Linked DNA regions of Zea mays: region 2 is linked to region 1. Evidence: chromatin contacts called from public Hi-C data. All regions are on one chromosome and are shown on one strand. The core of a region is the stretch at or near the end of the contact, and the rest is flanking DNA. Distances in the headings are between cores, read along the strand shown. Region 1 holds the start of LOC103626104 (kinesin-like protein KIN-7K, chloroplastic). Region 2 overlaps LOC103626106 (zinc finger CCCH domain-containing protein 44).

Region 1 (5,251 bases), core at 884-3,383:
GGTCGATTTTTTTAGTGTTCAATGCTTCTAAAACCTAGCAGTGTGATCATATCTAGCACCCCGTTTGAATGTAGATATTGAAGTCTGGAATCAGGAACCCAGAATTTTGTTGTTTGGTTGTCTAATGAATTCAGAGTTAGAATTAAAGCTCAATTCCTTAGTATTGGACTATAGCTAGAAGTTGCATTGGCTGGAATTGCAATTCCAATTACATCCAAACAACAGATTTATATTGCAACTCATTTCCAATACTAAGCAAATTTGGTATTGAATATAATTCAATTCTATTATCTCCAATATCTACATCCAAACGGACCCTAAAGACTAGTGCAAATCTATGTATTCTTCCTCAGAGCAAAATTTAGATGCTTGAAAGTTGAACAACAACCATGGCACAGCAAGCCAGCAATCAGTGTCTCAAAATTTTGATAAGCTATAGGAATATGGTGTAACCATTTGGCACAGCCAAATCTCAGGGTTATGGGTTCATGTCCAGACACTCAAGTTAGCAAAGGAAGGATCTGACCAACCCTATGTTGAGCTATGTGTAACTATGCATAATGGCATCGACTGTATGCACTTCAAAAGCAACTGCTGTGACCGAATATTGTTTGGTTGTCGCACTGACCCATTTCATGCTGACTCGACATTGGTCAGGAAGTATACTCCAGAGTCCAGACTACTCACTATACGCAACATGAGTTGAAGTATGTGCACATCCAGCATGTTCCTTTGCAAGCAACAAAATGGGCAGAGTCCTAGTAGACCATGATAACAACTTGTGTGCATCCCATCTGTGAACACAACTTTCAGACATGGGTGGCACAACTTTCAAACACTTAAGAATCCAAACAAATTAAGCTGGCCGTAGCTGAACCAATACTGCCAACATGAAGTTTGCTTGATCATCCCAGACAGTCAGAATAACAATAACTCATGGGATGCTGCACAACTAACCAATCAAGAACCAACAGCAAGCACGCCTCCACAATAAGCTTGAAAGAGCATAAAATGGTGCAAACCTCATGGCAATAACTGTTTATTAACTACAGACTTCCACAGAAACAGACGCTTTCCAAAATTGCGTACTAGGACCTAAATTTTGGTTTCATCGTGAAGCCCAATCAAAGGCCATGTATACTACTTTCACCTGTGCATTAATTGTTCGAAAATCCATAATTAATTTCGGAAACCCCATATTAAAGAATGCTAAGGATGATATTCGAGTACCAAAATTATACAAACCCCCAATACCACCAGCAGCATTGCCCAATTGAACGAAGGCGGAACTGTATGAAGGCTACTCACCATAAGCATAAGCCGTTGGCGGGTTGTAATCGCACCGCACAAGCCGGTCCCCATCTGGATACCACGAGATCTCGTCGCCGCGCTGGAACTCGCGCTCGCTGCAGCCACACCAAATCCAGCTCAAAACCAGTTCTTGAACTCCCACAACCCTACTCACAGCCCCTCGCAAACAGATTCGCGCATTCCTTCCGAGATCCCCACCTGAGCGGTCGGAAGCGGATGGTGACGGAGATGCTGTCGCCGGATCGGGAGGTGTCTTCGATGACGAGCTCGTCCGCGCTCGGGAACGGCACTGGCGACGGCGGCAGTGCCGGTGCTACAGATGAGCTGCGGCGGCTCGGGGTGGTGGACCTCGTGCTGCCCCCACCCCCGCCGCCGTAGAAGCTGGAGCTGACGGAGGACGAGGACGAGCGCGGAATGAGGCGGCCGGAGCTGAAGTACGAGCTCGAGGAGGAGGAGGACGCGGTGGGCGGGCGGCGGTGCCCCGCGGAGAACGGCGAGCTACTCCGCCGCGAGGACGACGACGACGGCCGCGACGACATCGCGCACGGATCTCGCGAAGCTTCGCCGCCGCGTGTGGCGAACGCCGCGCTGTCCTGCAGCAGCAGCACGGGAGGAAGGGGAAGGTATCGGGGGGTCAGAGGCTTCACATGGCCTGCTCCAAAAGAGGCGAGCGACCACGGCGTCGCGGGATTTTAAAGCGAGACCGAGACGACAGGAGGTGGGAGGCGGCACTGTGCTAGAGCCTCTGGTCCGTCTGCTGCCGACTGCCGTAGTGCCGTAGGCGGAAATGGGGTGGGGCACTGGTGCTGCGCGGACCCGGGGACCTCAGTCAGACTGACATCTAACCCTGCTACTTTGTGGGGCCTGCACGCCAGGCAAGGCCGGTGTGGGGCTGTGGGCTCGGTAATTTGAACTGAAGGGACGAGTGAGAAGTGGGCGTGGTGGGCGGGAATTAACTGCGGCGTGTCTGGTCTCTGGTTACTGGCGGAAAATTTATTTTTTTTGTCGAAAAAACGAACATGAGTCTCGCATAGTAGCATTTTATATTTTTACCTATCAAAAATTCTACTAGTTACTAGTATACGCTTGCGAGTATAGAATAGTATCCGTACCCGTACACGTACACGCGTGAGTAATTTTACTCATAGATCCTAGAGGGATTTAAGGGTATGTTTGGTTGTAATAACAGAACGGGATAGAATAGGACAATCCCTTAAATAAGATTGTTTTGTTTAAGGTTAAGGGTTAGAATAAAACTATCACAGTGTTGTCCTCAGTTGTCCCTCAAAATTGGAGGGACGAGAGGATGTCAGGGACGTCTCTGTCCTGTATGTCCCACAACCAAACACATCCTAAGTTTCAAAACTAGCCCTAGGAAAGTATCAAATTATAATATGCATGTCACTCAAAATATCAAACAAACATATAAAAATAAGTTCAACTTCAAATTTAACAAATCATATGATTATATAACTTGATAGTTAAACAAACAATAGTCGAACAAGGATTTTCTTTTAACTAAGATGGACTTTATTAGATGGTGATAATAGTGGTATGATACAGGTATATTTTACCAACGGATAGACGAGTATGGATAGTACCCACTCGTCCCATGCATATCTACCCAACAGGTAGAGGTTCTTACCCATTAACACACCAACGGGTAAAAAATCATCACACACATGCTTTCTAATCGGGTAAAATCTGTCGGGTATTCGAGTTTGGGGTACCCATTGTCATCCCTAGTTCCAAGTTTCCAACCATAACTCGTGTCGACAACTAAGGACTTGTTTGTTTTAATCCCAATCCATATGTATTGAGTGAGATTAAGTGGGTTTTAATTATAGCAACTTAAAATTTCTTCTAATTCTTTCAAATCTCATACAATCCACATGTAATAGGAATAATCGAGCAAGACCTAACATGGCGCGGCCAACGATTTGTCGATTTGTGCTGACTCAAACAACGACAACACCCTTATAAATAGAGGGGGTTCTAGGGTTTATGCACACTCATTCATCTTCAATTCATAAGCTATCTTCTTCATTCATAGCTTTCCACTCTCTATTAATAGCTCTAATATCTGTCTTGATATGGATCTAAGGTGGAGTCCCACCTTGAATTATTTTACGAACATGCTCGACGAACAATCTTTGCATTGTCCCGAGATCCTATTGGTTCGAGGTAAGTCTTCTTTGATGGTCTTTCCCATGTCCATCATTGGCGAGAGGGCATTTCCGCTCGACCCCTTTCCCTAACCCCTCAACCACTCTTTTTGTATATGTATACTCTCCCTCCATATCTATATCTGTTGAGTTTGTGATCAAAATTCTGCATATGGAGGCCATGTTGGCGAGCGGAGCGGAGACCCGTCGCCAGGAGGCTTGGGTCACGTCGACATCGCCTTTGTTGTCGCCTAGCTCTGCACTAGGGTTGGCCTTCGCATCTCGATAGAGCTTCCCCTGGGCGCATCACCGGTGGCCTTTGAGAATTTGATACAGGGATACGACGAGGCTGCTGGTGGAATCGCGGGTGTCGTGACTACAAAGGACTTGGTGGGCTCCTTAGGGCCCTTTCACTAGGCGTCTTTTCCTCTCCTTGTGCGGGCTCTGGTCCCTCGACCCCACCAGGTGTCATGATCGGAAGTGGTCGTCAGATCTTGATGGGATCTACTTCCTTAGTCATAGCCTTAGACTCCCCCTCTTTTGTTATTTCGCTTTATGGCCTCGTGGCAAGCACCTGAGTTTGGGATTGTAATGGTGGGGGGCTCAGCTCCCCTTGATGTAGACCTGTTCAAACGTCGGGTTGGGTTGGATTTGGGTTGGGTCAAGGTCGGGTTGTAGGCCATTTAGCACGGCCTGTACCCGACCCATGCCTAGTGTTGGTTTGGGTCGGGTTGGCTCATGCCTCCCTGTTTGATGTGTCGGGTCGGGTTTTATGGGGTTGGGTCAGGTTTTTTGGCTCTGGGTGGGGTTTTAGGTCAAAATCATGGCTCGTACCCGGCCCATGAATTATTGTGGTTCAGAAATTATGGCTCATATCCGCCTGTTGCATTGGTCGGGTTAGCTCGGGCCGGGGGGTTTCAGGCGAGTCAGGTTGGTCGGGTCGGGTGACCCATGATAAAGTCTACCTTGATGTAAGAAACATCGTGACCTAGGGAGGTTAGTCAATGCTTGTGCACTCTCTTCCCCCTTTTCTATTTTACTAGGAGGAATTATTGCATGCCCCTCCTCTCAAGAGGCGGTGATGTGCGCTCGTCTGCTTCTGACCCATTGGTGCCAGACGTGTTTCCTTGTCAGACGAGTCACCTCACATCGGTCTAAGCGACAGAGATACGTAGAGTGGCATTTATTTAATCTTGTCATTCTCCCTATTCTCCTCACTTTCCTCTTGCCCCCTTCTCGTCTCGTATCCTTTGTTTAGCCTCCTCCTCACCTTTGAGTTTTTTGTCGTGTTTCCTATGGCTTGTTGGAGCCGGTCCTTGGTGGATCAGGAGCACCTTCGAGTTCTCATCGGGCGTGTACTATTCGATGGCGATAACTAGCTAGCCCCCAGCATTGAGGAAACTCTGGCCCCACCAGTCTGGTTGTCCCTCTTCACACCTTTATCACGACTCTTTTTGATTATCTGCAGGTGCAGCTCCATTACCTGAATCCAAATGGGATTCAACATACTATTGCTTTCATCGCCTTGTGCTTGTGCAAAGGATATCTAGGCGTCGAGCCCAATTTCAACTTATGGCGATACCTTTTTTGTCAAGTTGTTGTGAAAAGGGGAAGAGCAAAAAATGGCAAAGGCATGGTCGATTGGGTGTGCGAGCATCCGTCTCCACAACAGGAGGCGACGCGAGTACATCCTGGCTCCACTTTTGTTATCAAACAAGGGCTGGCATCAACAATGGTTTTACTTATAGGGTGCAGGCCACAAAACCTTATCGGGG
Region 2 (5,536 bases), core at 2,399-4,898, 170 kb before region 1:
CTGCAAAATGCAGGAATAAGGCTTGCCTCGGTTATTTCTTTCACAGACTCCACTCATGTGAGGCGCCAGCACTAGGTCTGTATTTTTTTGGTTAGAGAATCCCTATCAAAGCAGCTTTTGACAAATATGATTAGTATTTTGTTGCATATGAAGTGACACATCTGAGAAACTGAAAGATTTATGTATGACCTTTTATTACCATTCTTTTGCGGTCGGAATCTTGATAGAGAAAATTATTTGTTTCTTGTTTATCTTCAAATTTATTTCGTAGCCTTAGGTGTCTTAAAGGCCCAACTTTGCCTACGTGATCAATAATGATAATCAATATTTATGATTCTTAACTATATCATACATTGAGAGAGTGTGTTGAAAAGTTGCAGCTTCTGAACACCCCTGAAGAAAAGGAACGCATGATTAATGAAGTTCCAGAAGTACATGTTGATTCCCGGATGGATCCAAGTTATGAATCCGCTGAAGAACCAGAGTATAAGAAAGCTGGTACTAAATTTACCTTTACTGTTATTATTCTATAATGATGTTCCGGTTATATTGAACTTCTGCGAACTTGCTTAATGATTTGTATACAGTTGATTGGACCATGCATCGGAATGGGCCAGATCTATTATTTCCAGGAAGAAAAGGGACAGAATTGAATTCTGTGGAGAATCATACACAAAAGAGTCTGGATACAAGCAGTCTACCTACAGAGGACGTGGACCATAGATCAGGTGCAGGAAGTAACATTAATTTAAACAACATGGCACCTGAGCCTGCATCACTTGGAATTTTATCAAATGACACTGAGCCAGAAAAGGTTTGGCACTACAAGGACCCTAATGGAAATGTTCAGGGCCCGTTTACTCTTTTGCAGTTATCCAAGTGGGCAAGTTTTTTCCCACGCGACCTGAGAGTATGGCTTACATTTGAGAGTGAGGAGAACTCACTACTGTTGACTGAAGTGCTCCCAAAGCAGCAGAAAGATTTTATTCAGCTTTCAACAGTTACTACCAGTGATAAATCAATGTGGGCAGGCTCTGGTCAAGATAGAGTTAACTCAAATGCAAATAACTCTTCCTCCCCTATGGGTTATAACATGGTCTATCCTTCTGCATTATCTAGCCCGTCTGCTGAGTGTTATGATCCAACAAAAGATCTAAAGCCTCTGGGTGGAACTTCGCCATCACGATCTCTGAAAGATGCTCATGCTTTGCATGAGGTTCAGAATCAGGTTAACTATTCATTCACAATTCTATCTTCAACTGGTTCATATGCACCACCCGGTTCTCATGATGGAAGGGTTTCAAGAGACAGGGTTGATGAATGGAACAGTAGTCAGGACAATGGTGGTATTTGGAGGCCAACCATGAATTCTAGTCAGAAGACTAATGCACAGCAGCATCCTGATGGTTGTACTGGGAAGGACCTAATGCAAACTGAATCTAAATGTAGTTCACATTTGGTCTCAGTTCTTACTTCACAACACTCTGAGAGAGACCCTGCCACTTCCCTTAGTACTACAAGTTGGCCGGTGTTCAGAACCAGGTGCCAGCAGGAAGGTTCTTCATGGACTTCAGCTACAAATGCTGGAGCTCATGACCTTCAGTTATCTATTGCTTTAGCAAAGCCGGAGACCTGTTCTCCAACAAATCCTGTGGAAGACAGAGATTCAAGTTCTGCTTCTGCTTTGTCTTGTCAGTCTGGGGCTCCTGTCTGCGTTCCCCAACCAGATCCAACATCTACATCTAATTCAAGGAAGATTGATGCAACCATGGATCAGCATAGAACATGCCAGCCTGACACATCAAGTGTATCATTTGATCTTCTTCATGAGCCTAAAAGTGGCTCACTCTTTTCCTTGAAAACTCAAGATCTTGAGTTTGAGTACCCTAGTCCTATCCCAAAACAGGAGGGGAAGGGGATTTCTGTGAACCAGTCAGGCTCAACATCAGTAGCACATGAGAATTTAGCTACAAAGACATGTGTCCGCGCACCTACTAGCAAAATTGATAGCTTACAACCACTTAAGGAAAGATCACATTCGACAGATAGGGACTCAATCACTCAATTAGAGCATCTGTTTGAAGAGAATGTGATAAAGAGAAATAACAAAGTGGTCAATCCTGTATCTGATGCTGAAGGGATTGCTGTATCAGATGTGTTGGAATCCTTAACAGAACAAGATTGTGAAAAATGTAGTATACATGGGGTAGCGCCTTCACAAAAAATGGTGCCAGCTTCAGCTGAGGAAGATCAACCACAATGCTCCAGTCCTATTGCATTGTCCCCTTGGGGTGAACCAAGTTACTATCAGGGTGAAGCTGTTGATTCTGCTCTATGGGGCGTCCAAGATGACCCTGGTAATGACATGTGGTCAATGCCTTCTCCAAAACCTGGTTTCCAGCCCTCATCAGGTGAAGATGACTATCTTTTTCTGTGGTTGCTTTCTTAAACAACTTTTTAGTCTAACAAAATCTTCTACAGGTCTTGGAGCTGATGGCAAAGACGCTTCATGCATCATAGAGGAGGCGAGAGCGGACCCAGGAGATGGTGCTTTTGTCAAAACATTACCAACACAAGGGGAGAAAAAGATGGAACATGGAAATTCAAGTGCCTCAGGTTCTGGAGTGTCAGAACGGGTAATGTTATTCATAACTGGTCTGCGGTTCCATCTTGATTCATCCCTTGAAGAGGAAAAAACTTAGTAACACAATGTTCTAGCTAACATATTACTTCTGACACTTTTAGGTAAAACCAAAAGGAAGCGCTGCATCAGGTCCATCTCTAGATGGGAGCACAAAAGTTATGGGTTGGCAACTGCCGGGCTCATCTCTAGAGGGCAGTGCAAAAGTTTCAGGTTGGAAACCACCAGTCTTATCACTTGAAGGGATTGCTAATGGTTCAGGTTCACAAGCATCGTGTCCTTCTACGCAAAGGGGCACAAAATCTTCAGGTTGGCAGCGATCAAGTTCATCCCCGGATGGGAGCAGAAAAGCCTCAGGTTGGCAACAGTCAAGTACATCACCAGAGGGGAGTGGAAAAGCGCATGGCTGGCAACGATCAGGATCTTTTACCCAGGGGGGTACAAAGGCTGCAGGTCGGCAACCCTCTCGTTCCTGTACAGATCGGATTGCAAAAGTTGATGGCTGGCAACGAACAAGTTCATCTCCGGAGGGAAGCAGAAAAGCTTCAGGCTGGCATTCGTCGGGTCGTGACAGCTCAAAGATCGCATCCAGTGCCAGCGAAAACCGTAAATTGTCTTCTAGTCACCAAGCGACGACACCAACAGGGAGGCACTCGTTGGCAAAGAGACAGGGAAGCAGCGACAAGGGTGCTGCTGGTTGGGACGAGGCTCTGGGGAACTCTTCGGAAGCATCGAAGAGACAACAGGGAAACAGCGACAAGAATGCAGGCTCGGGAGTGGCTCTCGGAAGCAACAGGAGCTGGCATCCATCGTCTGGTAACCCTAGTCGGGGCGGCCAGGGGAATCACCAACATGACAGGGACTCTCACAGCGGTGATTCGCGGCGGGGTAGCTCGAACTACCCCCGGAGGTCCGACAATCGTCATGACCATGGCAGTGGTGGTTCGTCACGACCCTCGTCAAGAGGGCAGTCCCAGAGGGGGCTATGTAAACACTACGAGAGTGGCCACTGCGGGAAGGGTTCGAAATGCCAGTACCTGCACCGGTGATCGCCGTGGCCGTGTGGAAGCGGGACCCCTGTTTGCCTGGCCGTCCTCACATTTTTGTATAGCAGGATGTGGTTTCGTCGTAGTCAGTATAGTAGAACGCTTATTAACCGTGTCGGCACCACTAAGTTGGTAGTAGTACATATCTTTCAGGGCAGGAGCATGACTAAAGTAGGATTTGTAAGTTTTATTAGAGCCACTGATGGCCTTGGATAAAGATTCTCCGCTTTTTGGTTCGGGAATGCACGCTTTTTGTTCAGCTAAACGGAGTTGTGGGCTTCTACAAACATGGATTTTCTCGCTAGGTCAGAGTGCTGTGCTATCGTACAGAACAGCTGCACGTCCGAGTGGTCACGGACGAGGCGCGTGCAATCGTCCGAATGCCTACAAAAGAGTGGCCACCGGCGTGTGGCAGACATGTGAACGGTTGGGCATGGTTTAGCCCACAGATAGGAGATCTAAGGTATGGCAAAACATAGCAAGGATTTTTGACTCAGTGATTGGCTCCAAATCCAGCTAGCTAGCAAGAAGACCGTAGTCAACTGTCAACGTGCCAAGCAAAGGCTGAAGGGCCCATAGAGAGTAGTAGCCTGGAGGCTGGAGGCCTGGTAACGGTTCGCAGCAAAACTTAATTTCCTTCTATGTGCTTATGGTACACAGTGATTTTGGGGTAAATTCACTAGAAAATTAAGGTACGGCGGACGCCATATATTGCTATACTCAGAGCTCCGCCCTGTCTAACCGGTTCACTATTACTACTGCTACGATGTCGACTACTATATTTTCACCAGCGACCGGTAAGTAGTTTTAGTTTTTTAATATTTTGTATAAAATATTAATTCCAGATGTCGATATGTATGGACTATATGTATATAGCAGTAGTTGACATGGTATCGCCGGCTACATCATGCGTACGCACGCACGCGCGGGTGATTCAATTCAGATAAAACTTGAATGTTTCAAACCGATCACTTTCTCACCAACCGCAAGCCAGCACCTACCACAATTCTCTGTCCCCTCTTGTCGGCCTGGCGGGCCTGTCCATATGGGTCAGTCGATAGCTAGCAACACTCGAAAGAGTCAGAATCAGCAGTCAGCGTTCGACAACACACCCATCATCAGATGTAGCGCAAAAAGCCGAAAACGTTGGTCTTCTGGAATGGTATGGAATGAGTTGATCGAGCGACAGGCTAGGGTCAGCATCGTCTGCGCCCGTTTCCAAATCATGCGTGCACTAGACCGAGTTGTGCACTGTCCGTATAGGTCCTCTCTGTTATCAATGTAAATGTGTTAAGGTATTACTGAGGCCGCCGTGTTTGATCTCGATCTCTCTCCTAAGGAAAATAAGATTACGGACCTGTTTAATTACTGCTATATTCATCTTAATCTACGTTTGCTGAAGTGAATTATGTTGAGGTGGGTATATTGATGTCTTGTTTGGGAGAGCTCACCTTCGCTAACTCCGCCCCAACTCAGCTTTATTGTCAAGTTGCTGTTTTTTTTTCAAGTGTTTGGCTCGCGCAGGCCGACTTTAGTTTCACGAATTTGGTAGCTTGGTTGAAAAAAGTCATTTTTCTCCTGATCAAAGTATATTCACCACATATTTTTGTTGCATCAATGATAACATAAGTGATTTAAAATAAAGTATACGTATATATGATAATAACAAATCAAAGTCACATGACTAAAGGCACAACATAAAACAATATTTAATTCAAAATAAAACAAAGTGATTAGAAATGAAGTACACGAACACATAATGTTCACCACACAAACAAAAGTGATTACATGTTTAAACAATCAGACCATAGTATCTGTCGTACTTATCATTATATTATAATTGAATCTC

What was found. A called contact is a pair of places that touch in the nucleus more often than the background predicts.
Region 2: a contact with region 1 is called in a Hi-C map of endosperm, with 2.3 times the contacts expected there. The contact joins the enhancer-like site here to the promoter of LOC103626104 in region 1. A contact is called at or near these places in 4 of 25 Hi-C or Micro-C datasets (bundle sheath, endosperm and leaf).

What each region holds. Positions count from the first base shown.
Region 1 is chr5:23,522,024-23,527,274 of Zm-B73-REFERENCE-NAM-5.0, reverse strand. LOC103626104 (kinesin-like protein KIN-7K, chloroplastic) reads right to left here and starts at 2,133. Exons shown (of 25, transcript XM_023300111.2): 1 at 1,510-2,133; 2 at 1,309-1,406. The coding sequence starts at 1,850.
Region 2 is chr5:23,691,058-23,696,593 of Zm-B73-REFERENCE-NAM-5.0, reverse strand. LOC103626106 (zinc finger CCCH domain-containing protein 44) reads left to right here. Exons shown (of 11, transcript XM_008646482.4): 8 at 375-498; 9 at 588-2,411; 10 at 2,482-2,636; 11 at 2,746-3,952. The coding sequence ends at 3,690. Among protein-coding and RNA genes, the nearest start is that of LOC103626106, 18 kb to the left of the region's middle. Within about 2 kb of position 3,648, at least 19 of the 20 cell types and tissues checked have an H3K27ac peak or open chromatin away from gene starts, as enhancers often do. A contact at or near this core is called in bundle sheath, endosperm and leaf, where this site is marked.